2 separate regions of the Zea mays genome follow, and region 2 is linked to region 1. Evidence: chromatin contacts called from public Hi-C data. All regions are on one chromosome and are shown on one strand. The core of a region is the stretch at or near the end of the contact, and the rest is flanking DNA. Distances in the headings are between cores, read along the strand shown.

Region 1 (4,074 bases), core at 689-3,188:
TTTTATCAATCCTGATGCCTCTTTGTTCGACCTATGACGGGTAAGACAGTCTCTGGGTAGTATATTAAGGTTTTTTTTTTAACCCCGCTCTGAAATGATTATTGGACATCATTGTTTGGCAGCTTAGAATGCTGCAAAAGGAAGAACCATAAATAGCATTTCCATTCCTTTTTGTGATTCTATCTTAGTAATCCAAACATAGTTGTGCTAGCAAAACGAGGCTTTAGAAACCTTCGTTTTTTCACCTATGCTGCAGCGTCGGTTCGTTTGTAGGCTTCATTACTTGTCATCGTTCTTATCGGTTCCTAGAATCTCTCATCGTCACCGAGCTTCAAGCACAGAGTCGTTTTCCCCGCATCTGCTCGTATTTAGCTGGGGGGGTTGCTGACAGAACCGCCTTATCTTTTGTTGCAAATGGCACAGGGGTTCCGCTACGTTGCGTCTGGGCCAATGGTCCGGTCTTCGTACAAGGCAGGTGAATTCTACATCAAGGCTATGATCGAAGCGGAGCGAGCCAAGGGAACCGCTGCAGACTCAAGTGCATAACCGAGATAGCACCTCCCGGCCCCACCCACCCCTTGACTTGGTTGTGCTGCAAATAAGCTCCTCACTGCTTTTGTAGTCAGAGAGACATGTCGATTTTTTACGTCATAATTGTAACCACACATTCACTTCTATTTTTTTTGGTCAATTGAACAGTTCCGGCGCCTTCGTGCCTTGGTTCATCCTCCCTCTCAAGTCCAAGAAAAAAAAAGAGGTATTTGTTGTAGCAGTATATTTAGGCGACCGCTTCCTTTGTATCTCGCTCGTACAGAACATGAATACAGGGCGTGGGGTTTCTGTGCCGTTGGTAGATCCAATCTGCCGCAGATCTGAATCAGATATCCAGATCACACACACACACAAGAGGCAGACGGAGCTTGCAGGTAGTGCGGAAATCCTGGAGCACTCCGCGCGTGGCTGGGACGGAGTCAATTTGACCATCTTTTGCGCGGTCAACCGACTCGACATGGCAAAAGCAGGAACGCTGCTGCCCTGCCACTGGCTCGTACGTGAACGATCTGGGATTATGGCTGGATGATCGTCCGTCAGATGGCCGTGGCCCCCAGTGGAGGAGGCAGCTGGGCAGTGTTGCTTGCAATAATGCTAGGAACATGTAGTGATGAAATGTGGTGTTGCTGTTGCTCTCCTAATTGAATCTGTCGACATCCCCATCCAAGGCGCGAGTGTAGTGTAGGCACCCCCCACCATCTCCTCCGGCCACTGCAGCTGCAGGCAGTGGATCCGGGTCAACCGAGCACTAGAACGCTCGCTCGCCCCCCCGAATCACGCGACTGGCCGGAGTTCTCCGAGCGCGAATCACCGATAAGAACACGTTTAACATCGTCTCCAGAGTCCAGAGCGGGGGGAAAGGCGGCTGGGCCTGGGAGAGTCCCCGTCTGCTTATCCGATGGATCCGAGGTGTAATACAACTAGTTCGGAACCGCCCGTCCCCATCTGCTTATCCGATGGATCCGGTGCGGACGTGCGCAATCAGTCTACCTCCCCTGCGTCCATGGCCGCCTCCCCCCGCATAATTAACCACACATCTGCTAACCCCGCATAATAATTAACGATATCGGCCTCGCAATTTGATGCGGCGCATCCTTATCTGCCCATCGGCTAGCTGATCGGTCCCCGTCACTGCTCCAATGGCCAAATCACCCTTGACACGCCCAAGGGTTCACGCGGGGATCAAAGCCAACACCCCCCACTACCACTACAAGGCTGGACGAATCGCAGCCCACTCGGCTGGCCTGGCTCCATCGATCGATCGGGCGGTCCCTCGAGAAAGCGAGGGCCGTTTCCACGAGCGCAGAGCACTCGTGTGCGCGTGCGTGTCTGTCCGCCTATATATCGGAGCCTTGCGCATGCAACTCTACTACTACTACTACTCCACATCAGCTCAACCCTACCCAGCGCTAGCCCTACGAACCGCAGCTGAGTATTCAACTAGCTCGGACGACCAGCAGTGCTGCTGCGTGCGTACGTTGCTGTTATAGCTAGCCACTGCCCCCTGCAAGAAGCGCGCAAGGCATAACATAACCAACCATTCATGGCCGGATCGAGGGCGCAGCCGAGCCTCGAGTTGAGCGTCAGGGTCGTCAGGGTGGACGGCCTAGACCAAGAGCAGCTGGAGCGCGGCGGGACCCTCTTCCTGAGGTACTACGTGCCGGCAGGGGACGGGCGGCGGCGGCTGCGCGTGGACACGCGGGAGGTCCCGTGCGGCGGGGACCTGCGCTGGGGCGGCGAGCTCGCGCGCTTCGAGCGCCGTGGTGGCAGCAGTGGCACTGGCGGCGCGGCGCCGGCCGCGGGGATCGCGTTCGAGCTGCGCTGGAGGCCGCGCCCGTCCTCGTCCGGGCTGGCGGCGGCGTTGCTGGGGGCCGCGGCACGGGCAAGGAGGCCGTCGTCGCGGGTGCTGGCGCGCGCCGAGCTCCCGTGGCCCGACGTGTCGTCGTCGTCGCGGCCGGCGGAGCGGTGGCTCACGCTCTCGCTCTCGCAGGTGGGCCGCGACCGCGAGCTGGGCGGGTGCAAGGCGCCGAAGCTGCTCGTCGAGGCCGAGGCTGTCCACGCCGTCGCCGGTGCTCAAGTGACGACGGGAAGGACGCCCGGCGGCGTGCCCCCCGAGTGCTGCCGTGCCGGCGAGCGCTGCGGCCAGTGCGGGTGGATTGGGAGCGAGGAGGACATGTTCCTCGCAGCAACGTTCAGTCACTAGGCCGTCTCAATTGTCGTTTCTCACAGCAAAATTAACAACTTCGGACACTCCCATGTCAGCGTACCTCTATCGAGTTCGAGTGTAGCGGGGTAGCCCCCAGCTCCAAGTTTTGAGAATTGAGATATGATTGATTGAATGGTTTGCGTCACTCTCCAGCTTAGCCTATTCTCAATTTATTATGAGACTGTTTGGATCAGTTTTTTTTCTTTTCTGAGGGGATTTTGTGAGAAGCTGCATGTAAGGAGAAGCTGGTGTGGAGAGAAGCTGACCTATAAAAATATAGGTGTTTGACAATAAAGTACTTTATCATCCTATAAATACAAAAATGTTACAAATTAATTTAAACTGATAGTGCATAAGTTTTACAAGTAAACATACCGTCGCTCACTCAGATTCTCACGGACGCGGCCTTCAGATCGCTTCGGACTTGGCGTGCTACTACTGCAGTCGTAGGAAGCACTTCCCGGAGAAGCTGGTCCAGAATCCGACCGTTTGGTAACCATCATGGGCTTCTGCCGGTCAGAAGCAGCTCGGAAGCTGAACCAAACACGGGCTATATCTTGTCACAATATCCAAAGATGTTATTTCATATAGCATTACATAAGATACAACTACCCGATGCATGCTACGCTGAATATTAAATGCTAATATATATGAGAGTACGAGATGTGGGCCACTTGAACGGCTAGGAAGTGGTTGATGACTATAAATACAACTCCAATCACCTCCATTCACTTCATCCTAGCATCTCATTCATTCTCATTCAATACAAGAGCAAGCACTTCATTTCAAGACACATTCAAATCTTCCAAACTCTTCCAAGTGTCATAATTGTGACTAGTGATCATCAGTGATTAGTGCCTTGGAAAGTCTAGAGAGAGTGTAATCTTGTAATTTTCTTATTGCTCTTGTTGCTTGGATTTTCTTAATCGTGCTTTCTTCAACTCTTTCTAAACTCTCAAGTGGCTTGTAAAGCTAGCAAGAGACACCTAATTGTGTGGTGATCCTTGCGGGGTCTAAGTGACTCTCGAGATTAAGAAAAAGCACTCAACCGATCTAAGTGATCGTTTGAGAGAGGGAAAGGGTTGAAAGAGATCCGGCCTACGTGGCCTCCTCAACGGGGAGTAGATTCTTTGGAACCGAACCTCGAGAAACAAATCGCTCGTGTCTTTATGCTAATCTTGTATTGTGATTTGATTTTTCCTCGCCTCTCCTCTCTCTCTAAAGTTCTCTTGCTTGCAATTTCTTTGAGTTAGCTCCCAATGTTATCCACATTGATTGAGCAACTCATAGCAAGAACAACTCTCTTCCGCACTCCG
Region 2 (4,110 bases), core at 439-2,938, 230 kb after region 1:
GATGCCCTCCTACTCAAGGAAGCCTTCTGTTTGTGAGTTCTTGAACTCCGTCCCATTGTCGCTTCTAATCATTTTGATCCTTAAGCCGAACTCATTTTGAGTCCGTCTCAATAATCCCTTTAAGGTCTCTTGGGTTTGTGATTTTGAATTCTATGGACCACCTCGTCTTCCTTCACATATAATTCCTGCAATACTCAGATTTTTATCACAATCAGATTATCTCCAGTCAGATTTTTAGAAAAGTTGATCAGAAAAAAAAGCCAAAGCAAACAAGTCAAATCAGTGGCTATGCCCCTATAGAATCATCTTCCACTTCTATACCTCCTCTCCGCACGCTCATGAGTCCACGAAGAATAGTAGTGTAGAACTTGTTGGGCCTATGCTTCGTCGCCGAAGGTCTTACAGGAAGAAGCGGTCTTCGGCTGAAGCTGTTTGTATAAGATGGCCGAAGGTTCCTCTTCGTGAAGCTTCGGTATTACAAACCGACTTAAAGATAGAATGACCTTTTAGTCCATAAAGGTCTGAGTCAATGTTGTAAGCTTTTATAAGGGGCATACTTGTAATTCCTCACAGGCTGCGTCCTGTGCCTATAAATAGTGAACAGTATTCCTTTACTGTTCACGCATTCTGGTAATTGCAATCGCATCTCTCAGAATCCAACCTTTGCCAAGGCATAGGTATTATTGTATTTAATGATTCAATATATTAAGTAGATATAATATAATTCGTCTATGATTTATTCACCCATCTTATACCTTTTATTTTATGTTGTCTTACAATATCTATTGAAATTTTATTACGAAGGTTTAACTTCGTAATTATACTCTCATCAGCCTTCGTCCAAGGCCCATTATCCTCAAGGGAATAATGTTTCATGGACGAAGGACGTTAACATTTAACACTTTATGTTGCCTTGTTCTTAATTCATAGCATTTGAGAACAAGTCCCCAACAGAACTCTACAACAAATACATTATGAACGTGTTTGGTATAACTCTGCTCCATTACAGAGTAGCTCTACTTCAAATTTTAGGTTGTGTAACCAGTGACAATGACAAATAAATAACTCTAAACTCCATGTTTAGATTGCTATATTAGAGACTACGTAGCAGCAACAAATAAATTGTACTGTAGTTCTAAAAACTCTATGGAGTTTACAACTCTGAAGTTACTGTGTTTGGCAGGCTCTAGTTAGCTCTACCTTAGAGTTTTGTACTAGAGTCATGCCAAACACGCTCTATATATCCATTTTGCTATAGATATTGGAGCACAAAACTCAATCCTTGAAATTAGACTATAACTAAAAACTCACTCTCCTACAGAGTGTCACCCCTATGAATTACATGGAATTAGACTTCTAAACTCTAATTCGATAATATTTAAAATAATAAAAAAATAAAAAATATTTTGCTTCAATACGACTGATTTGATATTAAACTTAATTCAATTCTATGTCCTATACGGCCATTCAAACCGATAAATAGGTATCATCTTTTTCCTCCGTCAAAAAGAGAAAATACAACCATTCGTATCACTAGTTCAAATTTAATTAAATTTATAGTAAATAATATATTTTGCACAATAATTTTTAATATAATTTCAAATATTTTCATTTCCTGAAAATAAGAATTGTATATATCTTTGTGGAGGGACGAAGTACCAGGCTACCACGCGTCCACGCCTCACCATCGCAGAAGCGCAGTAGGAAGCCGGACAAAGCTACGCAAGGAGGGAGAAAGCGTGTAAACCATGGCGTCCTCCGCGTTCCTCAACGCTCTCGTCCTCCGATCGCCATCACCGTCGCTCTCGTCCTCGTCTAACCGCCGCAGCACCGGCGCCTTCGCGTTCCCGAACCCACCGCGCTTCCCATGCCTGCGTTCTGCGCGTCGACTCGTCCTTGCGAGGGCGGCGGCAGCGCCGGCGCCGGGCGATGGCCCCGAGGACGAGTGGGGGCCGGAGCCCGAGGGCGGTTCCGCTGTCACGGGGGCCGCGGTGGCGGAGGCGCCGGAGGCGAGAGAGGTCGCGGAGCTCAAGGCGCAGCTAAAGGACGCGCTGTACGGCACGGAGCGGGGCCTGCGGGCGTCCAGCGAGTCACGAGCCAAAGTGCTGGAGCTCATCACGCAGCTCGAGACGCGCAACCCCACGCCGGCTCCTACGGAGGCGCTTACGCTCCTTAACGGGAAGTGGATCCTCGCGTAAGAAACCGCCTTTTGATCCCGGTCTCTTTCTTAGTTTCTTCCCCCTTCGACAGCTGGAGTGGTACTGTTGTCTCTCGTGGTCGGTGAAATTCATATGGTGTGTCCTGAACTTATAGGGCAAGAGGGCACTAATTTTACTGGAAATTTCACCACTTCTGAGTTTGGTACAGTGATTCTTAGAGAAGTTGCACAAATTTAAACTGGTGAGATTGATCTCATGCCTTTAAATGCTTATTACAAGTGGGCACTGAAATCTGCTACTCTGCGGACTGCTCGATGGATGCTGAAAACTGCATAGTTTGGATTTTACCTCTCAGATTGGTATTGGCTGATGAAAAACTGTTAAGAATTTTCTATGAATTGATTTTCCCCTTTTTCCCGAATAATTTCAGCATGACATGGGCTACTGAGAAATTGTTCCAGTATGATAGAACGCTTTAGGTTGAGAAATCGCTTGATCCTACTCTGGTTAAATTGAGAGTGCTGGATTCCTTTCAAGGTTCACAATAGAACCAAAGATGCTACAAAATTGTGAGGCAACCATAAATTTCACTTATGTGGTTAATTAAGCTTACTTACCTGGTCAATATTTTGAGCTTACATAGCACACATCCACACATACTCCTCCGTTCCAAAATATTTGTCATTCTCTACGAGTCAACCATTTTTATCTTTGACCAAATATATACAACAAAATATTAATATTTATAGTACATAATTACTATTATGAGATAGATCTTTGTATCTGTTTTCCTAATAAACTTATTTGGAGATACATATGTTGCTAATAGTTTCTACAAGTCCAGTCAAACTTGAGAAACTTTGATCGACACGAATACCACAGCGACAACTCTGTTGTTGCTATGACACGTTGATGACTTGGTGTCATCCTTGGCGTGTGTTTATTCTATGGTGGTCAAGCGTGTGTTGATCTTGATAAGGTATTCCTTTATCTCAGTGAAGCGCTTGTGAGGTTATTGATGAACGCGAAGCAGCTGCTGCAGCACCATGGTGGTGTTGGTGTTGCCTATGGATCCGATCAGGTCTCCGGATACCAAGTGTCATGGTCCTGCTTGGGGGGGTGGCCGGTTGGGGCTAGAGTGGTTGGTGGTTAGGGCTAGCGGCGGCACACAAGAGAGAAGGGGGCACTTGTATTTATAGTCCATAGAGGACTTGTATTCCAAGCAAACTAAAGGAAGAGTCCTTAGGCTATCCGCAACCGTTACCCCTAAATTTTTCCCCCTATATCACTTCCCCCCTATTTTTCCCCCTATTTTTTCATCCCCGCAGCGGTCCCCCCTAAATACTCCCCTATATCCCACTACAATTATAAAATATCATTTTCTATATCAACTATCAATTTTTTATCTACTAACAATTACTCGTGGACCCACAACACAGTGTTTAGGGTGATGAACAGTGACACGCGAGATCTGGGGGGAGAGAGAAGGGGGCCGGCGTGTAGAGGGCGCTGTAGGGGGCACCGCTGCGGCCGTAGAGTGCCCCCTACAGGCCGCATGCAAGGGGAGGGGGCTGCGTAGGGGCTGCCGTTGCAGTTAGTCTTAGGCTATCCGCAACCGTTACCCCTAAATTTTTTCCCCTATATCACTTTTTCCCCCTATTTTCCCCCCTATTTTTTCATCGCCCGCAGCGGTTCCCCCTAAATACTCCCCTATACCCCACTACAACTATAAAATATCATTTCTATATCAACTATCAATTTTTTATCTACTAATAATTACTCGTGGACCCACAGCACAGTGTTTAGGGTGATGAACAGTGATACGCTAGATCTAGAGGGAGAGAGAAGGGTACCGACACGTAGGGGGTGCTGTAGGGGGCACCGCTGCGGCCGTAGGGTGCCCCCTACAGCCGGCATGCAAGGGGAGGGGGATTGCCAGGGGGCAGCGTTG

Evidence for each region. Hi-C and Micro-C count contacts between places; a contact is called where the count stands out from the background.
Region 2: a contact with region 1 is called in a Hi-C map of ear, with 1.8 times the contacts expected there. The contact joins the promoter of LOC100284078 here to the promoter of LOC103646370 in region 1. A contact is called at or near these places in 3 of 25 Hi-C or Micro-C datasets (ear, endosperm and tassel).

What each region holds. Positions count from the first base shown.
Region 1 is chr2:45,012,589-45,016,662 of Zm-B73-REFERENCE-NAM-5.0, forward strand. LOC103646370 reads left to right here and starts at 1,939. Exons shown (of 1, transcript NM_001365043.1): 1 at 1,939-2,903. The coding sequence starts at 2,096. The coding sequence ends at 2,755. LOC100279807 (Lipoyl synthase, mitochondrial) reads left to right here. Exons shown (of 4, transcript NM_001152763.1): 4 at 424-846. The coding sequence ends at 546.
Region 2 is chr2:45,238,391-45,242,500 of Zm-B73-REFERENCE-NAM-5.0, forward strand. It overlaps LOC100284078, which reads left to right and starts at 1,689. Exons shown (of 3, transcript NM_001156976.2): 1 at 1,689-2,194. The coding sequence starts at 1,749.